4 separate regions of the Drosophila melanogaster genome follow, and regions 1, 2 and 4 are each linked to region 3. Evidence: chromatin contacts called from public Hi-C data. All regions are on one chromosome and are shown on one strand. The core of a region is the stretch at or near the end of the contact, and the rest is flanking DNA. Distances in the headings are between cores, read along the strand shown. Region 1 holds the start of toy (twin of eyeless). Region 2 overlaps pan (pangolin). Region 3 holds the start of Ephrin (ephrin,). Region 4 holds the start of eIF4G1 (eukaryotic translation initiation factor 4G1).

Evidence for each region. Hi-C and Micro-C count contacts between places; a contact is called where the count stands out from the background.
Region 1: a Hi-C map of the Kc167 cell line shows a contact between it and region 3, with 2.9 times the contacts expected there. The contact joins the promoter of toy here to the promoter of Ephrin in region 3. A contact is called at or near these places in 2 of 107 Hi-C or Micro-C datasets (the Kc167 cell line and the ML-DmBG3-c2 cell line) and 1 of 6 datasets of contacts at active chromatin or transcription factors (the Kc167 cell line).
Region 2: a contact with region 3 is called in a Hi-C map of the Kc167 cell line, with 1.9 times the contacts expected there. The contact joins the enhancer-like site here to the promoter of Ephrin in region 3. A contact is called at or near these places in 8 of 107 Hi-C or Micro-C datasets (the Kc167 cell line, the ML-DmBG3-c2 cell line, the OSC cell line and 4 more) and 1 of 6 datasets of contacts at active chromatin or transcription factors (the Kc167 cell line).
Region 4: a contact with region 3 is called in a Hi-C map of the S2 cell line, with 2.9 times the contacts expected there. The contact joins the promoter of eIF4G1 here to the promoter of Ephrin in region 3. A contact is called at or near these places in 18 of 107 Hi-C or Micro-C datasets (the Clone 8 cell line, the D17-c3 cell line, the Kc167 cell line and 8 more).

What each region holds. Positions count from the first base shown.
Region 1 is chr4:987,447-992,563 of dm6, forward strand. It overlaps toy (twin of eyeless), which reads left to right and starts at 2,279. Exons shown (of 9, transcript NM_001382011.1): 1 at 2,279-3,056; 2 at 4,620-4,800. The coding sequence starts at 2,806.
Region 2 is chr4:112,632-117,922 of dm6, forward strand. pan (pangolin) reads left to right here. Exons shown (of 12, transcript NM_001258477.2): 12 at 1-1,639. Ank (Ankyrin) reads right to left here. Exons shown (of 12, transcript NM_001169348.2): 10 at 4,055-5,291; 11 at 2,627-3,373; 12 at 2,443-2,571. The coding sequence ends at 4,238. Among named protein-coding and RNA genes, the nearest start is that of Ank, 15 kb to the right of the region's middle. Within about 2 kb of position 1,685, at least 22 of the 39 cell types and tissues checked have an H3K27ac peak or open chromatin away from gene starts, as enhancers often do. A contact at or near this core is called in the Kc167 cell line, the S2 cell line and gut, where this site is marked.
Region 3 is chr4:568,335-573,315 of dm6, forward strand. It overlaps Ephrin (ephrin,), which reads left to right and starts at 3,421. Exons shown (of 5, transcript NM_166771.2): 1 at 3,421-3,837. ND-49 (NADH dehydrogenase (ubiquinone) 49 kDa subunit) reads right to left here and starts at 3,220. Exons shown (of 7, transcript NM_001272135.1): 1 at 3,201-3,220; 2 at 2,270-2,447; 3 at 2,075-2,199; 4 at 1,900-2,009; 5 at 1,641-1,842; 6 at 780-967; 7 at 1-722. The coding sequence starts at 2,361. The coding sequence ends at 33.
Region 4 is chr4:927,460-932,565 of dm6, forward strand. eIF4G1 (eukaryotic translation initiation factor 4G1) reads right to left here and starts at 3,256. Exons shown (of 16, transcript NM_079901.4): 1 at 3,053-3,256; 2 at 2,621-2,672; 3 at 2,363-2,564. The coding sequence starts at 2,440.

The sequences.
Region 1 (5,117 bases), core at 1,029-3,528, 420 kb after region 3:
AGAATATCATGAATATCATATCATCATACTAGCTGAGTAACGGGTATCTGATAGTCGGGGAACTCGTGTTCTCTCTTGTTAAATATAAAATATTACTTAATCACATATTTTTATATAACCAATCCAAATTGAACGTATTGTCGTCTGCCTTCACTATTAATGTAACTGTGGAAGTATGCGAAGGTAACTACTTCGACTTATGCACTAAGCAAATGGTACCGAAAGAGAAAAAAGAAACTTGATTAAATGAAAGACAGGTAAAAATACCGAGATGGAATAAAATTTTTCCCGGCTTTCTCATACCTGTTACCTAGCTAAATTAAGCCACCTCTAAGGGAGAGATTCGCAGAGCGCCAAGCCCTCTATTCACCTAGCGACCGTTTTCATTTCGTACAAGTCTATTTATATATGATTATTAATTATATTTATACATTTATTTTAGCGTTTATTTTATCGAAATATTTTTCGGAAGTCTGGGCCTGTCAGCTCTGGGCGGTTTTTGGGCAAATCGATAAAAATGTACAAAACTAATACAAATATGATATAATTTCAAAACATTTTTCAAAAGTGTGGGCGTGGCGGTTTTGGGCGATTTGTGGGAGTTGACGATATGGGTCAACAAACTTGAGCCGCGTCTATGTCTCTAATCTATATGCCTAATCTCAACCTGTTAGCTTATATATTTCCTGAGATTTCGACGTTAATACGGACGGATAGGGCTAGATCGACTCGGCTAGTGGCCCTGACCAAGAATACAGATACTTTATGTAGGCGCTTCCTTCTGACATTCTATTTTACACATTGATAAAGATATTGAAATTAAAAAAACATCAAACAAAATGTAGGCTTTAGAGTAGACGTGGCTAAATTATTGTTTAGCATATCGATAGAGACTCTACTAGTAAGTAGGTACGCAAGAAAAATCAAATATCATGAGTGCAAAATTTAATGGTTATATGCATTTGTTGCAGCCCAGACACTACGCTAAATAATATAAATTAAGGTATTTTCACACATTCCAGGAAAATCAGATTCGTCACCTTTACAATGCGCCATGAAATTTTTGGCACACGCAATAGGAATGACAAAAAGGCGATTCAAGAATATGCCCCTTTGAAGAAGCCCAGCACACTGGATGCCGGCACTACAATAATGGAAATTGTGGTGGAAGGGGAAATAGATTCGTTGATGCGTGTGACTTCAAAAATCCAAAAAACGTGTCGGACAGGATGTTGAGAGCAAGTAAGCTCAGTGGTGGCTTTTTGGGGTGGTTTAGGTTTTGAATGCTGTTACTTGGGGGTTTAATTTCTGTAAATAATAGATATCGAAAATGTAAATACAAGCAGAAGTAGCAGAACAGACAATTTATGTATTTACATATTTAATATTTTGTATAGATATACAACAAAAAATTTACAAATACTAAATACTCTTTAAAGTTAACAATACAAACTTCATCTCAAGCCCAAGTCACGCAGATCACGCTACAGGTAAGGCAAGGCATTTTGAACTCCTGATACTGTTTGACCTTCCTGAATACGTTTTTATTGCTGTTCAATTTTAAATTTAAATTAAAACTAATAAAATGCACTCATAGTTTTTATATGTGAATGTATTTTTGTATATTAACACAACCGACATCAGAAATATAATAATACTTAACGTAAAGATGGGGAATTGATACAGGGCAATAAATAACTAGTCGTTCTATACTTTTTTAAAACAAAGGTATGGCAAACGATTAGATTGTATGTTATTCAGAATGATCAGATTCTTAAACTTTTGGATACATGGTTATATAATCAAATATTTTAGGGATTAAGTGCATTAAACATGATAAAATATCATCACAACCAAACATATGCATACAATGATGAATAAGACTTACACATATACACAACCATCTATGTTTATATAAATTCAGTTTTATTTTCCAGCGTTATTATCGCTGAATCCATAATGTTAAAGTTGCCCACGATATATTTAACAACCAACCAAAACTTCAAAAAGATTTTCAAGCGGATAGGGTACACTTTTCTTTCTTCCATAGCCGTCTCTTTCCTACGCAACTCCTATTTGCCAGATGTGCGCACGATGGATTTTGTTGTAATGCCTCTCTTCCTCATGTCTCTATAGCTATCTCTTTTCACGGCACGGAAAACAGCAACGTTGTTAGCTATCGCTGACTGCAAATGAAAAGAGACAACTAGAGCAACGCCGCCAAAATGGCTGGCCGATGTGTTAGCCGTTGCTCTTGCCAGTGTTTTTTCGCATGAGAGCTCATTAACGTTTCGCTTGGCTAAGTGCGCACCTCGTCACTGAAACCAGTTAGCAAAAGAAATTTTTGTTCAAGCTTAAACCGATACCTACGTCACTATTCGATCATTTTGAATGCAAATTATTCCCAGATTAATAAACTAGGTCGCCATCCGTGGCGCTGCCGCCGGGCTGCGGACCCGTACTTTCGACGGAAAATATCGGGACCATTTTCATAAACGATCTATGATACAGTTTTAAAACACTTTAACGCTTTCCATCGTGCACACTTAAAACAAAACTCATAAAGTGAAAGTTCATATCCTGGCAAGTAAAAAGTGATAAATGTTAAAACGTCTGAAGTGATAGTCTGGAGTTTGATTACCAGGTGAAGAAGATAATATATATGGGATGTACAAAGTTGGCAACGAAGCCCCCCTTCTAACAACAATGAAAAAGGGAGTAATCCTACTTTCTCACTTTCAATAATAAACATACGCACGTCAGCCACCGTCGAAGTCTCCAACGCCGCATTAAAAATAATTAATTATGATGCTAACAACTGAACACATAATGCATGGGCATCCCCACTCGTCAGTCGGGCAGAGTACTCTATTTGGGTGCTCCACGGCGGGCCATAGCGGAATAAATCAGCTGGGCGGCGTATATGTTAATGGCCGGCCACTGCCCGATTCAACGCGTCAAAAAATTGTCGAATTGGCTCATTCCGGCGCACGTCCTTGTGATATTTCAAGAATACTACAAGTGTCCAACGGTTGCGTAAGCAAAATTTTGGGCAGGTGAGGCATTTCGAGTGCATAATGACATTTTCTTAACTAAACAGGAACTACGAAAGTAGCCTCCAACAAACAAACTGCTCAGCTAAAATTTCTGACTTCGGACTTTATTATATAAGCACTGCGTTTAAACCAGGGAGTGATATTAAATTTGGAAAATATGAAAGATTCGATTATTATACCCGTTACTCAAAGAGTCAAAAGGTATATTAGATTTGTTGAAAAGTATGCAACAGGAAGAAGGATGCGTTCCCGACCATATGAAGTATGTATATATTCCGTCTGTCCGTATGAATGTCTCGATCTCAGGAACTATAAAAGCTAGATGGTTGGAATTAGGCATACTGATTGTAGAGATATGGACGTAGCGCAAGTTTGTTGACCCATATTGCCAACACTTTTAAAAAAAGTGTTGATTTTTAATCGTTTTATTGTTTGTCTTCTATCGGTATACCAAAAACACTTTCGCCACACCCCTTCTTACACCAACAAAACGCAAAAAACGGATCCCAGAAAAATAACACAATTTTGCTTTCGTATTTAGTCGTATAGTCGGGGAATTCGACTATAGCATTCTCTCTGTTTTTGGTAAGTTAATGGCCTTACTAACGTTTCAGTAGTTTCTATATGCATAAGATCCGAATGCCTCCTAGTCTATTTCGTATCAACTAACCAATGATCGTAAGACTGCGTATGATTAAAGAGAACTTGCTTAGCATCTGTTTTGCGAGTAGCCAAATTTGTTTGTTGGAAGAACCTCTTTACGGCGTTATTGGTGTCCGTATTGCAAGTGCTGTCCATTGTACAACACTAACAAATACATTTCTCCCCTGGCTTCTAATTAATACTTATGTTATTTTGTTTAGCATATATTCTATATTCAATCCTATATGCCATTCGCAAAATATTTATATACCGGCTGCATTTAACTAATTTAATGTCTACAACTGAAAGTGTTGACTGTTGACGCTGAGGTTTGCTTATAGTTTTTATTATCTCGACGCTAAACATTTCGACGGCGTTTAGCATTGTCACCACTAATGAATCGCTGCGCTTTTCTTTTTACAAGTTGCAGCTCGCATTTACAAGCACTGCACTCCGAATTGTTTTTTTGTGCTCATCTAACATTTTGGAAAGAGGATTTTTCAATCAATACTAGAGGAATGTCCTTTTTTACTTTACTATAAGCACTGCTCTTCCCGAGAATATTTACGGCTTTCGACTACTAAGTTACATAATTGGAACTAATCAGATATTAGCAGTTCTATTATAAATACTTTAGAGTAAGAAAATCAATGATTTTCGTAATATGAAAATTTGAAATCAGGCCCCCATCCCAATCTCTCATTGTGTGACTCTGATTATTGAAACACATTCACCATTTATGATCATAATACATAAAAATCAAAATCATATCTTAAGAAGAACGTATTTTTAAATTCTCTGTTCTTTGCAAAATAAGAAAATATACAGCCAAATCTAAATTGATTGTATATTCATTGTTTATTCTATTATCTACTTTTAATGACTACTCAGATAAAATGTAAATAAGTTTATTTTTTTTAGATATTATGAAACTGGATCGATAAAACCTCGAGCTATAGGTGGTTCAAAGCCACGAGTAGCTACAACCCCGGTTGTGCAAAAAATTGCAGATTACAAACGGGAATGTCCCAGCATATTTGCGTGGGAAATACGAGATCGACTGCTATCGGAACAAGTTTGCAATAGTGATAACATTCCAAGTGTAAGTTATATTTTGCGCACATAATAATATTTCTGCACGTGCTAATAAAAGTTCTAACATACCATTTTAAGCGTTTTCGATCCTTAAAAATATATATGTATATTCATGATCAGGATCTAGGACCAGTCCGTACCTCTCTTTCTGTCTTACGTTAAAAATTTTAGAAGTTTAAAGCTGAAAGATTGTTTCAAACTAACTTTCTAATAGAGCCTTATAGCTTTAAGCTATTTATAGTTGTTTTCCTGTTCTCTTAAAAACTCTGATCTGACTAATAAAAGTTCTAACATACCATTTTAAGCGTTTTCGATCCTTAAAAA
Region 2 (5,291 bases), core at 435-2,934, 460 kb before region 3:
TAGGTTATTTTGGAAAACATTCTGGTTGCATTAAAATTTAACTTTTACCATTTATCTCCAACCGTTTTTAAGATTCATAACTAAGCTCGGCATTTGTACGATCCCAATAAATAAGTTAATGAACCTATATTATGAAACCAAAAAATTTGTGAAATTAATAAAAATAATTGAACTTTAAATTTACATCAAGTTTAGAAATTCAACAAATACACTGCTGTGATAAATCTAATTAACGATTTATATAGGGCTCTAGTCACATAGATACATATTATATGATTATAAATCTATATGTATATATGTATATGTATTTAAACGTGTACATACAGTTATGCACACATTTACATATATATGTATCAATCGTAAACATATAAATTTATTAAGAATCTGCGTTACAACAGTTCGGTGGTCATGATAATTCAAGCAAACTAACAAATCATATGTAATCAGAAGAATGTAAAGGCCATTGCCAATTTAAAAGACTGTTTAACACAAATTTTATACGTTTAATTCCAAAATTTATCAGTACACAAAATTGCTATATAATGCTTTAGTCTTTATGTTTAGTGCAAATCGTTATCTAAAATGTAATGTTAGTATAAAAATAAATATCATAAGCTTATTATTTTTCGATATTTGCGGTTCCATCGTGCTTCCATTGTCTGTGTTTTTGTAAAATATTGCTTTTTATTCAAACGACATCGCAACTTCATTTGTTTGATTAACAAATTCCTTATTATTTCATTTCTATAATTTGTGTAAAAATCAATTAAGTAACACGAGTAATACACTATAATAAAAGTACCCCATCAAATCAATTAAGTGGATCAACAACGAATATGTAAATATATGTTGCATATACATGAAGTATTCTATATAAATTCTTTTTATAATGTTAAAAATGAGTTTGTTTGCTTTTTTTAAGCTATAATTAAATATAAAATTAAATTTCATTTTTAATACTGCAATATTGGTCGACTGATGGATTCTTAGCGTAAGATAAGGTTTAGATAGTAGAAAGGGTTAACAATCGTATACTAAACCTACGCAGATATACAAATTTCTAATATTAAGATGATAGTAATCACAAATATAAGTTTAATAAAATAGTATGTATACACATAGGTAATAAATAATGTACGAAATATAGAAATAATGCAAAGATATTGAATAACAATAAAAACAAAATTAAACTATTAACTTTTTATATACTGACGCACGGCAGAATTATTGATGCAATTCTTAAATTTTTATAAGACGTGCCTTGCAAATATAGGAAATGTTACGTCGGTATGTAAGTTCATACACCCGAGTGCCAATTGGATCGTCGCAAGTCGCGCAAATTGATCCCCCCTTTTACCAAGGTCATTAAAAGTTATGTCATCCTTTTTGCCCTACAGCACCCTGTAAAATGTTCTCATTCTATTGTATTTGTCTTCATATTGTATATTTATTGAATAATTGCTGGCTTGTGCCATGGGCATACATTAAAAGATATAAAGAAAATTCGGTGACTGTGTTCCGTCAAACTTACCTCAATCCCATCCTGGGCGATGAGATCTGGACCCTTGATCCTGGGCATTTCTACATATTAGGTTGTAATTATACATACATATACACCTTCTCCAATATAGTACAGATTAAAAACATTTACAGAAAAACAAGCACCATCAAGAAGGTATTGTATATATATAAGTAGGGCCGTATGTATGCTTGTATGCAGTATGCACTGCGGCACGCTCCAGCTGCGGGGCCGCTATCTTATTCTCCGATTTCTCGTTCTCCCACTTGTTTTGCATTTTGTTTTGGTTTTTATTTTATATTTGTTAACATTTAAAATGCATGATTTCACTCTTAAATTTGTCACGGATTACTATTGCTAGTAATTACTATTACTATTATTAATTTTAATGCCATTTCCGGTTTAGGTTTGTGTCGGTGCATTGCTTAATTTGATCTGCCGACTCCGTCTTTTGATGATGTTTTCACATTTTGCATTTACTGCGATGGACGATGGATCTTCTTTAACGCATTGTGATAGGAAGCCTCTGTACAGATCTCTTCTACGCATTCGCCAGTTTCAGGAGCACTAGAAAAACTAACACCATGGCGATCAAATTAAGAATGTTCTTTGCGCCTAAGGTCTCGTCCATGTGGTAAATCAATTCCACGGCGGTGTTGTCAAAGGCCTTGGACTGCTTGCTCTCCATATTGGAACTTCCTTTCTACTGGTTGAAAATGTTTTTTTTTTTTTTTTTTTTAAATAATCATTCTATTTATTTTGGATTCAAAAGGAATCGTTCAGTCAATTCCTCTAAAACTTAACCTATTGTGTGTATAAATGTATATGAGACCAAGTGGTTTCTTAATTATTAAGTAGAAAAGGAAAAAAAAAGAATTTTTCTAGTTATTAATTACTTAATGTGTAATATTTTATACTATCCTCCGGGTAGGGAGATCGGTGGGGTGTACCCTCTTCAGCCTTCGGAGGGAGATGGGATTAGCTAGGATGTTTGCTAGTTGATTCGGGTGGACCATAAGCCTGTCGGCATAACGGCTGCTGTGAAAATTGATCTGATTGAGAGGGATAACTTTCAGATCTCTTTCGATTACCTGGTTTGTCACTTACCAGGGGAGCCCAGATGCATGGCTTGCAGCTCTCGACTGGACCACACGGAGCCTATTGAGCTGGGATTTGGCGGCAGTTCCCCACACCTGGATGGCATAACTCCACGTTAGAGCAAGTATGGCTTTGATTAAAAGAGCCTTAGAGCTCATTTGTAGTTTACTGGAGTGGAAGAGCCAGTCGAGCTTTTTTAGTTTCGCCAGTGACTTGAATTTGACCGACGTGATGTGGGCCCTCCAGGTCAGTCTCCGATCTAGATGAACTCCTAGGTAGCAGTGCGATGTGACATTGTTGACGGGGTTTCCATCAAAAGTCAGATCTGTGCAAGTTCCGGGCCGCAGGGTAAAAGTTACACAGGCTGACTTCGAGGAGTTAATGGCCACATTCCATTTGGCAGTCCATTTTCGACTGCATGCAGCCATTCCTGGACTGCGTTGGAGGTTGAAAATGTAGGTCCTTCTTCAATGGACTTCCTTAGCGACTTCTTTTTTTATCGGACTAGAGGACTAGGATAATATTTTACTATTTCCCCTATTTTGGGAGTCAATGCCCGACTGATGAACTTTGCCAATTAGAATTAGAATTTCCATGTGAACAATTGTGCCCGTTGGAATACCTATTTGACGCTCGTTATTTGTCGAGCTGCATTTTCTTTGTTAATATCACTCTACACTCCTCCTCCCTCTGTTTCAGATCCTTTGCTGCTCGATGTGTGACGCACGATGTTGCGTACGTAAAATAAATTTAGATCTGTCAGGGGAATTCGATGTAGTAAATGTAGTGGTAACGGGTAGAAATATTCTGAAACATTCTTATGTTTTATTCCTTTTATTCCTTAGCTTGCCCTACCGTGGGACCTTTAAGCTTATTAAAATCTACCCCTTGCCGGCAGTTGCTTTAATTGAGAAAACTTTAAGGAAAACTTTTACGTAATGAAGTGGCAAATAATGAAAATTTAGTTCTATGAAGAAGAATGTCGTGTATTTGATGTAATTTTTTAAGTGAACCTTAAATGATGGAACAAAAAGGTTCACATCAGATGACTGCAAACATCAGTCATATTTCTGATGGTATATCTGACTATAAATTCAAGCCACTTTAATCCTCCTTAATTAAATGAAGTTCAAAGCTATAAATGATTCAACAATTTATTTAATTAGTACGATTTTAAACTCTAAATTATAACACTGTTAATATTGTTTTATTATAAATTGCAAAGTAATACATTGAATAATAGTTCTGATTGTCAAGAAAATGTTAAATTTTTAGAAAACTTAATAAATCGACTTTAGGTAAATTATTTAAGATATCGGCAACTATTTCATGATGAATACCGCTCGATTACTCATCGATTACTCAGGTAAATCGACATTTCTCTAAAACAAAATAATATTATTTTAATGATTTCATGTCGTTATACACTTTAATTACCTGGTTTTCAAGTATTATAATTTGTTCTTCTTTCTAACGTAATGGTCAAATGTTAAGTATTGCATTAGTATCAATTTACTCCTTTTAGTGACACCTGCGTTGCAGTACATATATTTTATCAATACTAAACTTACCATCTGCGTTTTTAAAAATATCTTGCTAAGGACCTGTAGACTTTGTAAATTACTGTTCATAATCGCCATCTTTTTCAATTCCGGCAGTCGGCAAAACTTTTTCCGGTTGATGAGTGCCAAACTCTGCATTTTTAAAGCTTTTCTCCACTATATCTGAGCGGCCGATTTTGTAGAGGGCTTCAGCTAGTACATTGCCCGTCAATATGCCTCCATGTTCTAGCCATAGCTGTAACATTGCCATGCTCTGCTTTACGCTGTCGTTTAACAAAAATTCTGTTTTAACAAGATCGATATCGGCTTGGGAAACACCCAATACATTTGCAAGCAAAGGCCAGTCACTTCCTAAGTGGCTACATATGTCGTCTAATATTACATCAGCCTCATGAATTAGTTTGATGTCACTTGACATTATACAAGCTTTAGTAATATCAATTTTCTTCACCTGTTGTTCCTTTACTCCAAATACAATATTTTCATTGTGGTTTAATTTTCCATGCGCATTTATACAATCGTTCAAGCTATGCAGGTTATCTCTTTCGAGATGGTTTGTTATAGTTTTAAAATCCACTGAAATGTTCAGAGTACAAAGCGGCTTCAGGGGCACTTCATCTGGTCCTACCATCGGGTAGGTCATAAAGCAGATGCGACCATGTGGAAATTCTTGATCTTTAATGTGAGCACTAAAGGAAAGCCGGTTTTCGCAAAAAGGTTGAAACTTGGTATACAGCTGTTCGCCTTTCTTTAAAATGGGAACAATGTTACCAGCGAATTCAAGATATACAATTTGATTTTGCAATACTTCGATATCCCTGCTTTTGGCAACTTCTTTAAAATATTCTTGTTGCTCAAGGGTCTTATCCTCTTTATCATCAGTCATGCAAAATACTGAAAATTTTGCTTCCGTTTGGGAAATTCGTTTTGCAAATATTACAAACTTGACATAAAAAGGAACTTTGGCCAAATGACTATAAAGTTCTGTGGCCATTCGTCCTGCGTCTATGATATTACGGCAATCTATTAGCCAAAACCGGGCAGAAACAGTAGTGGTAAATGTTACACTGTCTCTAACAAATGACAACGGTGTTGATCCAGTAACATCCTCC
Region 3 (4,981 bases), core at 2,171-4,670:
GTACAGAGAAGACACACATTCTCTAAAAACAACTAACGGTCTATCTCCCCAAATACGACATCCAAAGTTCCAATTATTGCAACGACGTCGGCTAGCATGTGCTGCTTTCCAATCTTCTCTAAAGCTGCCAAGTGAGCAAACCCTGGAGCTTTGATTTTGCACCGGTATGGACGACTGGACCCATCTGATATAAGGTAAACTCCAAACTCGCCCTTCGGAGCCTCTATTGCCGTGTATGTTGCCCCGGGTGGAACTTGATATCCTTGGGTAAATAACTTGAAGTGGTGAATAAGTGCCTCCATGGATGTCTTCATTTCGGACCGTGACGGAGGCGCCACCTTGGCATCATCCGTTTTAATTTCTCCAGCAGGCATTTGGTTTAGGCATTGATCAATAATTCGTAATGACTGGCGCATTTCCTCGACCCGGCAAAGATATCGGTCGTAGCAGTCCCCTTTGGTGCCGATGGGAACATCAAAGTTTACCAAATTATAGGCATCGTACGGCTGCTGCTTTCGAAGATCCCATTTTATGCCAGATCCACGCAACATAACTCCACTGAAGCCATAGTTCAAAGCTTCTTCTGCAGTTACGATCCCAATGTCCTCGGTCCGCTGCACCCAGATTCGATTTGTAGTTAACACATCCTCCACTTCGTCCAACCGCTCAGCAAACTTTGATGCAAACTCATAGATATCGTCCATAAGACCAAGAGGCATATCCTGACATACAACGTAAGACAATTAAATTATTTTTCAATATTCATGCGAATGCATTACCAATGACACCCCGCCAGGACGTATGTAGGCAGCATGCATTCGGGCACCAGAAACTCGCTCATAGAATTCCATCATTTTCTCTCGCTCCTCGAATAGCCAAAAAAATGGCGTTAGAGCACCAACATCTAAGGCATGTGTTCCGACGGCCATAATGTGATTGAGAATACGAGTAATCTCGGCAAAGAGAGCTGCGCAAAAAATAACAATTTCACATAATTATTACAAATTTACAATTTTAGTGAATGGTGAAGAAGTGGTGACAAAAAGTTATTTTTTTCGATCAATTTATATTTGGCTGGCTAAAATTCTTCAAGCGGTCCGACGATCATTAATTCGATAAGACCGTAAATTCATACCGTCCTACCAATGAGCGCTGCAAGTCAGTTTTCCCAGAAAAGAATATAATTTATAGTCTCTTCTAATTATCTTTTATATTACCCTGATATCTTGGCTCATTTTTCAAGCTTCGAAATATGTATGTTACATGGTTTGAGCAAGGACACTAGAATTATTCTAGTGTCTTTGGTTTGAGAGACAAGAACTACACGAACCATTGGTTTTAATATATTTTTGTACAAGAAAAACAATTTTCAGTGCCAAAAATAGTGGGTACTTTTTCATCTCACTTTAAATTTTAGATTAAAATAATTTTAATAATCAAACCCAAATTTAAAATATTTTTTTTTTGGTAATCAAAAATTAAATAGAACTTTTAAAAAGATTTTGTTGCGTAAGATTTATGGCGATGGTGACAATGCTAAATTATAATATATATATACATATATTAAAAAAGCGAAACTATTGAAATCTTCTTAATGACTACAAAGTCAAGAGCAAGAGAAAATTACTTTGTATTCTTACTTCGAATGTACTTAGCACGGAGAGGCACATCAATATTAAGGAGTTTTTCTACAGCCAGAGAGTAGCATTGCTCGTTGCACATCATCGAGACGTAGTCCAGCCGGTCAAAATACGGCAATGCCTGGGTGTATGTCTTGTACTCTATGAGCTTTTCGGTCCCACGGTGCAGCAGCCCAATATGCGGATCGGCACGCATAACGGTCTGCAATAACAGAGGTTTTAATTTACACAAGACCTGTGGTCGATTAACAGCTTAAACCTCTCCATCCAGCTCCAGCACAAGACGAAGGACTCCGTGGGCGGCGGGATGTTGTGGGCCGAAGTTCAAGGTCAGATTACGCACCGACTTTTCGACAGGCGTTACTTTGCCTAGTAGAGGAGGTAAGTCAAGCGATTAGTTCAAGGGTCAGTTTAATATTGGGTTACCAACTAACTGTTCCATGGTGGCACTGTCCAAAGTGATGTGACCTCGTCTGGATACATCACCGGGCCGCTAAACTGCTTCATGAACTCAGGGTCTGGATACCACTTGGCTGCTCCCCGTCGCGTCTCCTGAGAACTAAACAACGAGTTTCCAATTGGACAAATATAAATGATATATTCGAATTATGTAAGCATTTACTATTTACGTTAACGCGGCCGATCCAGCTGCAACAAGTTGTGGCCGCAGCCTCAAGTGTGAAAGTCCAGGAATCAACGTTCTTCTCATTATATTGGCCATCCTGATAGTCAAATTCCTCTATTTATGTTTCTTTAGTAACAATTCAGGAATCTAATACAACCAAATAGTTATCCGCAATCGGAATTCTATCCAAAAAATATCGAAAATTACTTTAAACACCGAATCTCGTACAGCTTATATACTATTTACACCAATAATATATCGCAGGTTGTTGCTTCATGAAAATGAAGTGCAAAACACATAAATTCCCTTATATATATTACACACTTTGTCATCCTGCTCGTTTACCCAAGTTTTTATTTATCTTTATATAATGTTATAAACAATAATTGCAATTAATTTTTCGAAGACCTGAATTTTACATCATCCCAATGAAGCGAATTTTGCGTTAATGGAGCACTATAAAAATATAATTACTAGAGATAATAATGATAGCTTCTGCAAGGCTAAACTTATATATCTTAGCAGTATCTCAGCAGAGCGAATGTGGACATTTAATGACTAAAAACAACGAAACTATTTAAATTCTTTAATTAACAATTGATTTCTGGACTTTTCGTCCGATGACTAAACTTAAGAAAACAAAATTATGAAAACTCTTTTAACTTGAACAAAAATTTTATGCAGTCAAGAACCGGTGCTAAGAGATAGTAACGTAAAAACGGATGATCGGACAGACGGTAGTGCTGACTCGGCTCTTGATACTGACCATATATATATTTACTTCAAATTCTTAACTCTTTCACTGGGTTTCAAACTTCTTACACCAATCAAAATAGGTTCGACACGGGTAATAGATAAATTTTAATAATTATAAAATTATTCTTAAAACATAAAATAGTGCTTAAGCCTAGCTAAAAAATTTACTAGGAACTTACATAATGGTTCTGCTACAACAAATGTCAAATAAAATCTTTATAAGACAGTTTCCTATCAATATGGTATGGTTTTTACTGTGAATATTACTTATAGTAGAAATTCGCATATGTTAAATTCAAAAAAAAAAAAAAAAACCAAACCATTTGACTTATATTATAAGATTATACGGGCCTTTGGAAAAAAATCGCTATCGATTGATTTGTAAAATTATCGATGCCCTTAAGTTTCTTTATACATCGAAAGTTAAAGTAAACATCGTTTTTTGTTCCAGCTCTAAACAAGTTTTTTTTATAGCTCTAGCTCTACAGTATTTATATAAATAATTCTTGTATGTAGTCCAAGTGTAGAAAAAACTAATTTAAATGAGCTGTTTTCGAGTATTTCTCTTCAGACAAAAACCTGTTTGGAACAATTTTTAATCATGTGAAAATGTAATTTTGAAAAAGATGTACCAAAAAAGGAAGACGGTGTTATGGGCATATATGTATATTTTGTGTTTTTATATGTCAACTATGTTATACCAACATATTTGTACCGGATTGTTAATCGTATCGAATAAGAATGTTTCCCCGAGAGTAAGATGTTTGTGTATATATAGAGTTTCTTCTGTCTCCTCGGAGAGTGTGTCGTCACTGTGTATGTATACAGAAATGTCTTTTGGTGTATACATACATATGTAATTGTATAATGCTGTTGGGATGTTTTATCACTTAAACATACAATTTTTAAGAAATATATTGATTGTTCCGTTATAAATTGAATGTCAAGAACTGCAGATCCGCTATATATTGTTGATCTTATGCCATGTTGATTGTTTATGACTATGAATGTTAAAAAATATATTAATATTTCGCCAAGCCATTACCAACCCTGTTTGTATAGAAAATGTACCATACATGTATTAAAATGTAGTATCCCACTTAAATTGATAATTGGTTTGCCGGCCTGTTAAATAAGTATTTTTGATCAATCAGGGTCGAATCAAATCAATTAGGCGGTTTCCAAAGTTAAAGCGAAGTACTTTTAAAAATCTCGTAATCTGTCAGGTGGCGGTAGTCAACATATAAATATTGTTGATCAGCATTAACAGCTGCTTATTTCGCCGACTGCCGCCGAACGCGGCGCAAACAGGATCCCTCAGTCTTAGGCTGTTTGTTTTAAAGATCAACTTGTATAAACTTTACATAAAAATATAAATACGCATAATATGCTACTGTTACATTAAAATGTTAACGCGTAATGATCTCAAAGCTTAGAATGAGTAGATATAATATGTAGTTAGATTTTGCAATGGGTAAACTAATTTCAGTCAGGATTGTCAACGAAGTAAAGGAGGAAATGTCAATAGAAGAACACATATTCTTGATCAGTTTACACAGCCATGTCGATATATTTTTTGTCTTTCTTTCCGTTTGCCAAACGACCTTCGAATTGAAGGTTGAAATCCTTTTATTTTGTAGTTCATATACATATACGGGTCGAAAAAGAATGCCGTTAAAGTATTGTTTCTTTTTTAACTGCCTAGTAAACTTTTTGACGAGATAAATTGAAAAGTATAATTCCGCTCTAAAAAAGTCGGGTTAAATTTTCTAAGAACCCTAGGTATTATATCAATTTCATTTTCAGTATCAAAATTTAATCTTGAAGAGGTGAAAACTAAGTCTACGTTAAAAAGAATACTAGACCTAAATCACAGATGAAAAAGAAACAATAATTTAACGGCCTTTTCAATTTAATTTTTTCGGATTGTTCCTATATATGCATATATATTTATATAGTG
Region 4 (5,106 bases), core at 2,006-4,505, 360 kb after region 3:
CTAGTATTAACACAATTGACGCTAACGCCAACGATATTCTTTTCGTGCATGTAGCTTGTGCCTGCTGTAGTTGTTCCAGCTATTCCCATAGATGTTCCTATTTGCGCATTAGGCAATACTATTTGGTTGTTAATACTGACTCCAGTACAAGAACTTTTTTCACTTCCGACTCCGACGATGGACTTATTTGATACTACTGACCCACTGATGTTGCCATTTTGTTTAATGTCCTGTACATTTAGAAAGCAAACATTTCCATCTAGACTTCCAGTTAATTTTCGGTAACTGGATATGTTATAAATGGCAGTCGAATTCATATCACCCGAATTCAGTTGTCTACTATTTACTGTCAATATGCTTGAACCGTTACAGATAACCGATGACTGGGCTCTAACTGGTTCAGACGCAGATAAGCTTCTATTTACAACGTTTGTATAGCTTTGTTGATGCTGCTGTGTTTGCTGTGGGTGATGGATTGGTGGATGCTGCTGATTCGTCAAGTGTGGGGACTGTTGAGCGATCTGCGCTGATGCCTTAAGAATGGAGACCACATTGTATGCCTTATTTATCTGAAACTGAGGCTGAGCAGTGGGATGGCTATGCTGCGGTTGAAGAGGCTGATGAAGAGATTGTGGCTTTGAAGTTGGCACCTGTTGATCATACTTTTTGGTCTTTTTATTGGCTGGCAAAATCTACAACAGATCACAAGAGTGGGAACATTTTCGGACTGTAAAATTGATTTAACAATGATTAAAAAAAAATGTTGCCGAATATATAAGTTATAAAAACTATTAGATAATTGGTTAATCCTACTTTATTGCACTTAAACAAAGTATTAAAAAAACCAAAACAAACCCATTTAAAAATAAAATGAAACTGAGAAATCAAGAATCGGAATTTTGAGTAGTATTACACTTCTGCACTGTGAAATTTGAATATTATACTTATGCAGATTTTTTAATACTTTTCAGCCTCAAATTTTGTGATAAATAAATCCAGAATTAACAAATATATATAAAACATGCATTGGGTTTGATAATTTTATTAGGGTTTAGAGTTTTTGTCCTACGTCCCCTATGGACAAATAATGTTTATGGGATTTAGCTGTCTAACACAGTTCAAATGATAGATTACAAGATTAATTAATTAATAAAAAAAAAGTTGTGCGTACAAAATAAGAACACTAAATGATTAAAAACAATTAAACTATTATTTATTTTGTTATAGCTTCATTTAATTTTCCGACTGTTGCTCCTTAGTCGTCGCCGGCATGTTGACAATTAGCCTTAAAACCAAAGTTATACGCGGTCAAAAAACGGTGTATATCAAGTTGTCATTCAGAAATAAAAAGTATGAAGCTATTATCTTCTGGACTATTTTATATTTATTTTACTCGGCTGCTGATACTGATAAAGAATATATATATAATTTATATGGTCCCAAATATCTCTTTTACTGCGATTTAAATATATGCCTTATATCATTAAGCCCTTCAAAAGGACATCACTATAAAATACAATATCAAGTTGACATTTTATGAATAAAAACAACGAAACTATTATATTAGGGACTATTATATATGGACTGATTCTGTGACTTGGATATGTGAAATCATTAATCCTTTAAATCAATATAATAAAATACATTTCGAATATTTTTTTTCCCTTGGATAGATTAATCACAATGCGTTTTGAGTTTAGCTTTAAAATTACGTTGCTGAGTGTCTGCCAGTTACCAACAAACCAGATTCAGCATCCATTTTTGGAGCCACCGTTGAAATAAAAATTTTTTTAATTAATATTTTTACCGATAAAAACTATATGATTTATGTATGTTTGGAAAAACGCGGTTTTTTATAGTTTAGGTTTTAAATAAAGTACTTCATACCATGCCCGGAAGAGCTTCATTTATGAATTATGTAGCTTTACAGGACTAGAACAATTATTAGTATTCAATCAAGTTCGTTAAAAAAATTTTTAATTTTTTAATTCATTTAGTAAGTAACTTAAATAATTGTAATCGCAAACATATATTTTATAAATTTTTTAATTGAATTATATACCTTTTATACAAACCGCAATATTTATAAAACAAACATATAAAAAAATTCCACAAAAATAGCATTTTCTTTTTAAACTTTGCTGTTATTGTACGAGAAGTGTGATACTATCTTAATAGATTGTTTACATTGACTACAGCAGGCAAACTTATAAAAAATAGGTTTTAGCTCTTTTCGGAACTAGGAAAACATATTTATTTAACGAACTAATTTAAAACAATTGCAAGGAAAGTAATACAGCAAATAATGTCAAAATGTATATATGTAAATAATTTTGGAGATGTTATTTTTATATCGACTTACCATATTTTGTGCTGAATGGGGCTGCATGGCTTTATCTATATCTGATTGTGTTGGTAAAGTTGGTATAGCCTGTTGCATTACGTATGTGTATTCCTAGAGTTAGCTCTGTAGGAAATCGCCAAACGGTTAGATTTACCGTTTCATAGACGATTTCTGTGGTGATTTTGGACCCACAAATACGACGTCATTCAATCATTTGATTCTTTAATGAATATTAATGAATATTAATTGTCCACGTTTCAGTTCTGCATATTTTACCTGGAAATATATTGATATACAGCTACCAGAGAGGTCTCTGAAATTAAAAGAACTGACACGTATAAAATCATTAAATATCACAAAAGATTTCACCCAAATGTTTCAAAAATATAAAGTAGACATTTTGTAATTTATTAAGTCTAGAGCTGAAGCCCAGAGATAATTTCTATTAAACATTTGCCAATCCATCCTGGAGCCTTACTTATTTGCCGACGTTGCCGTTGTGACTTTGGAGATTTCGTTCTCACAATCACAATGGTGCATATGGTGAAAACGTGCCACGAATTCCATCGTTTACATCATTTTTAAAAAGTTAAGACACATTTCAGAATGTTAGTGGTAAAATCTTTTTTCCCTTCACTGTGCACAGTAAACTTGCAAAGTATCATGTAATATTTGTTGCCCAGTGCTCATTATTAACCATCAATTTACCTGAGCAAATGTTTGTATGTGCCTATCCGACGTGATTATGTACAAAAAATACAAATGTTAAGAATTCCACTTTAAGTGTATTTTAAAAATGTATTTATTTATAAAAATGAAGCAGTAATTCCAGCTTTATCTTTACATTCAAAAACTATTTTTTAATAATTTCCACATGCAATGTGTTCTGTTCATACGAACAGAGTTGCATTTATTATTTGAAACATCGATAGCACACAAGAAATAGTGATAACTGAAGAATATCATTATCAACGATAGTTAGGTCACATTTTTAAACGCTTCATCATTAATAATTTAATTTTTTGCTAACCATAAGTTTTTAAAAATAAAAAAAAAATCATATTTCAATGTTAATTATTTACTAAAACTACTTCATAATACGTTTATTCTATTGAGGTTTGCCAAAATTATAATAATGATTGTACATGCTATGCCAGCGTTCAATTCCTGATAATGAGCCCTTTCCGCAACATGGCTAAATAGATCATTATATCTAAGAATACAACATATGGGCAACTTTAAAACAAAATGTTAATTTCATCGTAATTAGGGTTTCTTGAACGTAAAATATAATTAGTTAATTATGGCCAAAATAAGACCCTTTCACACTGACTAAAATACATATGACAATAAAGAAATTGGTAAAAAACGATTCTATATTACATCAAAATATCGATAAATAAAAGAATTTAAATCAAAACAAAAATAATCCGTATTCAGACCCAATTATTTTATATTATTATTATATATTTTTTTTTTTTGGCACGGGTCCAACGGCGACACCTCCCGACCAACCGAACGAGGGGCGCTGCCGTGTATCGTACGCCTCGATTAGCGAGAGGATAGACGCGATATAAAAAAGAGAACAGGATCGAGGAAATGAATATAATATAAAATAACTATATTAAATATTACTGTTAGTAGGATCTAATCATAAAATAAAAAAAGGTAAAATCAATTGCTTTGTGAGCGGCAGAGAGTCAAGATTACAGATATTAGGATAAAGTCTATTATAATCAGAACATAATACTCTGTAAGGGTCACGCAACTCATAGTTAGATCTACAATGATTTAAAATAAGGAACTGAGAACTGAAATAAGGAACTGAGAACTACTACTGAGAACTACTTCGAACTGAGAAGTTAAGCCGACTAATCAAGTCAGAACTCTTAACATCCCCACGAATAAGCTTACAAATAAAGACTGTTCCAAGCATAGTTCTACCAAAGACACTAGAATAACAAGATGCGTAGCGGCCATACATTGGTTTGGCACTATGCAGCCAATTTTTTAGTGACGGCCAAAATTGCTCTCTTTCCGCTCGCTCCCGCTGAGAGCATAAGAAATCTAAAAATAGAATTTGCTTGCTTGTGTGAGTAAAAACAAGAGACGAGAACGCATATATGTGTGCGTGTTGTGCTAGAAGACGATTTTCGGACCGAAATCAATTCTGATCGAAAAAACGAATTTACATTGTACATATTAGGGTAGTTTTTGCCAATTTCGTAGCAATATGATAAAATAAAATAATTTTTAACTGACTATTATCATTTTAAAGCTTTTTAAATTTGTTTGTTAAAATCGCCGCTCGAATTAGCTACCGTTTACACATTTATATTTATGTTTAATTCTAATTTGTCTCTCATCTGACAATTTTTTAAGAAAGCGAAATATTTTTTTTTTTAAACACTTTTAATGTTAATGTTACATCATATAAAGTCAAATGACATAATAAATATAGTAAATAATTAAATATGATAACTGTTTATTGCAAAAGTCATATCAAAGACACTAGAATTATTCTAGTGTCTTTGCTTTGTTCATATCTTGAAGCACGAAGTACGGACACAAGCACTCAACAATCATTGCCTTATTAATTTTTCACACGCCGCAAGATGAATACTCTAATGACAAATATTCTTATATAAAGTCATTTTTGAAATTTATTTTTGTGATAATATGTACATAGATTTGGCTATTTCTAATCTATTTTCATATAATAATAACGTTAAGGCAATGCAAAACAAGAATTTTTCGCATGG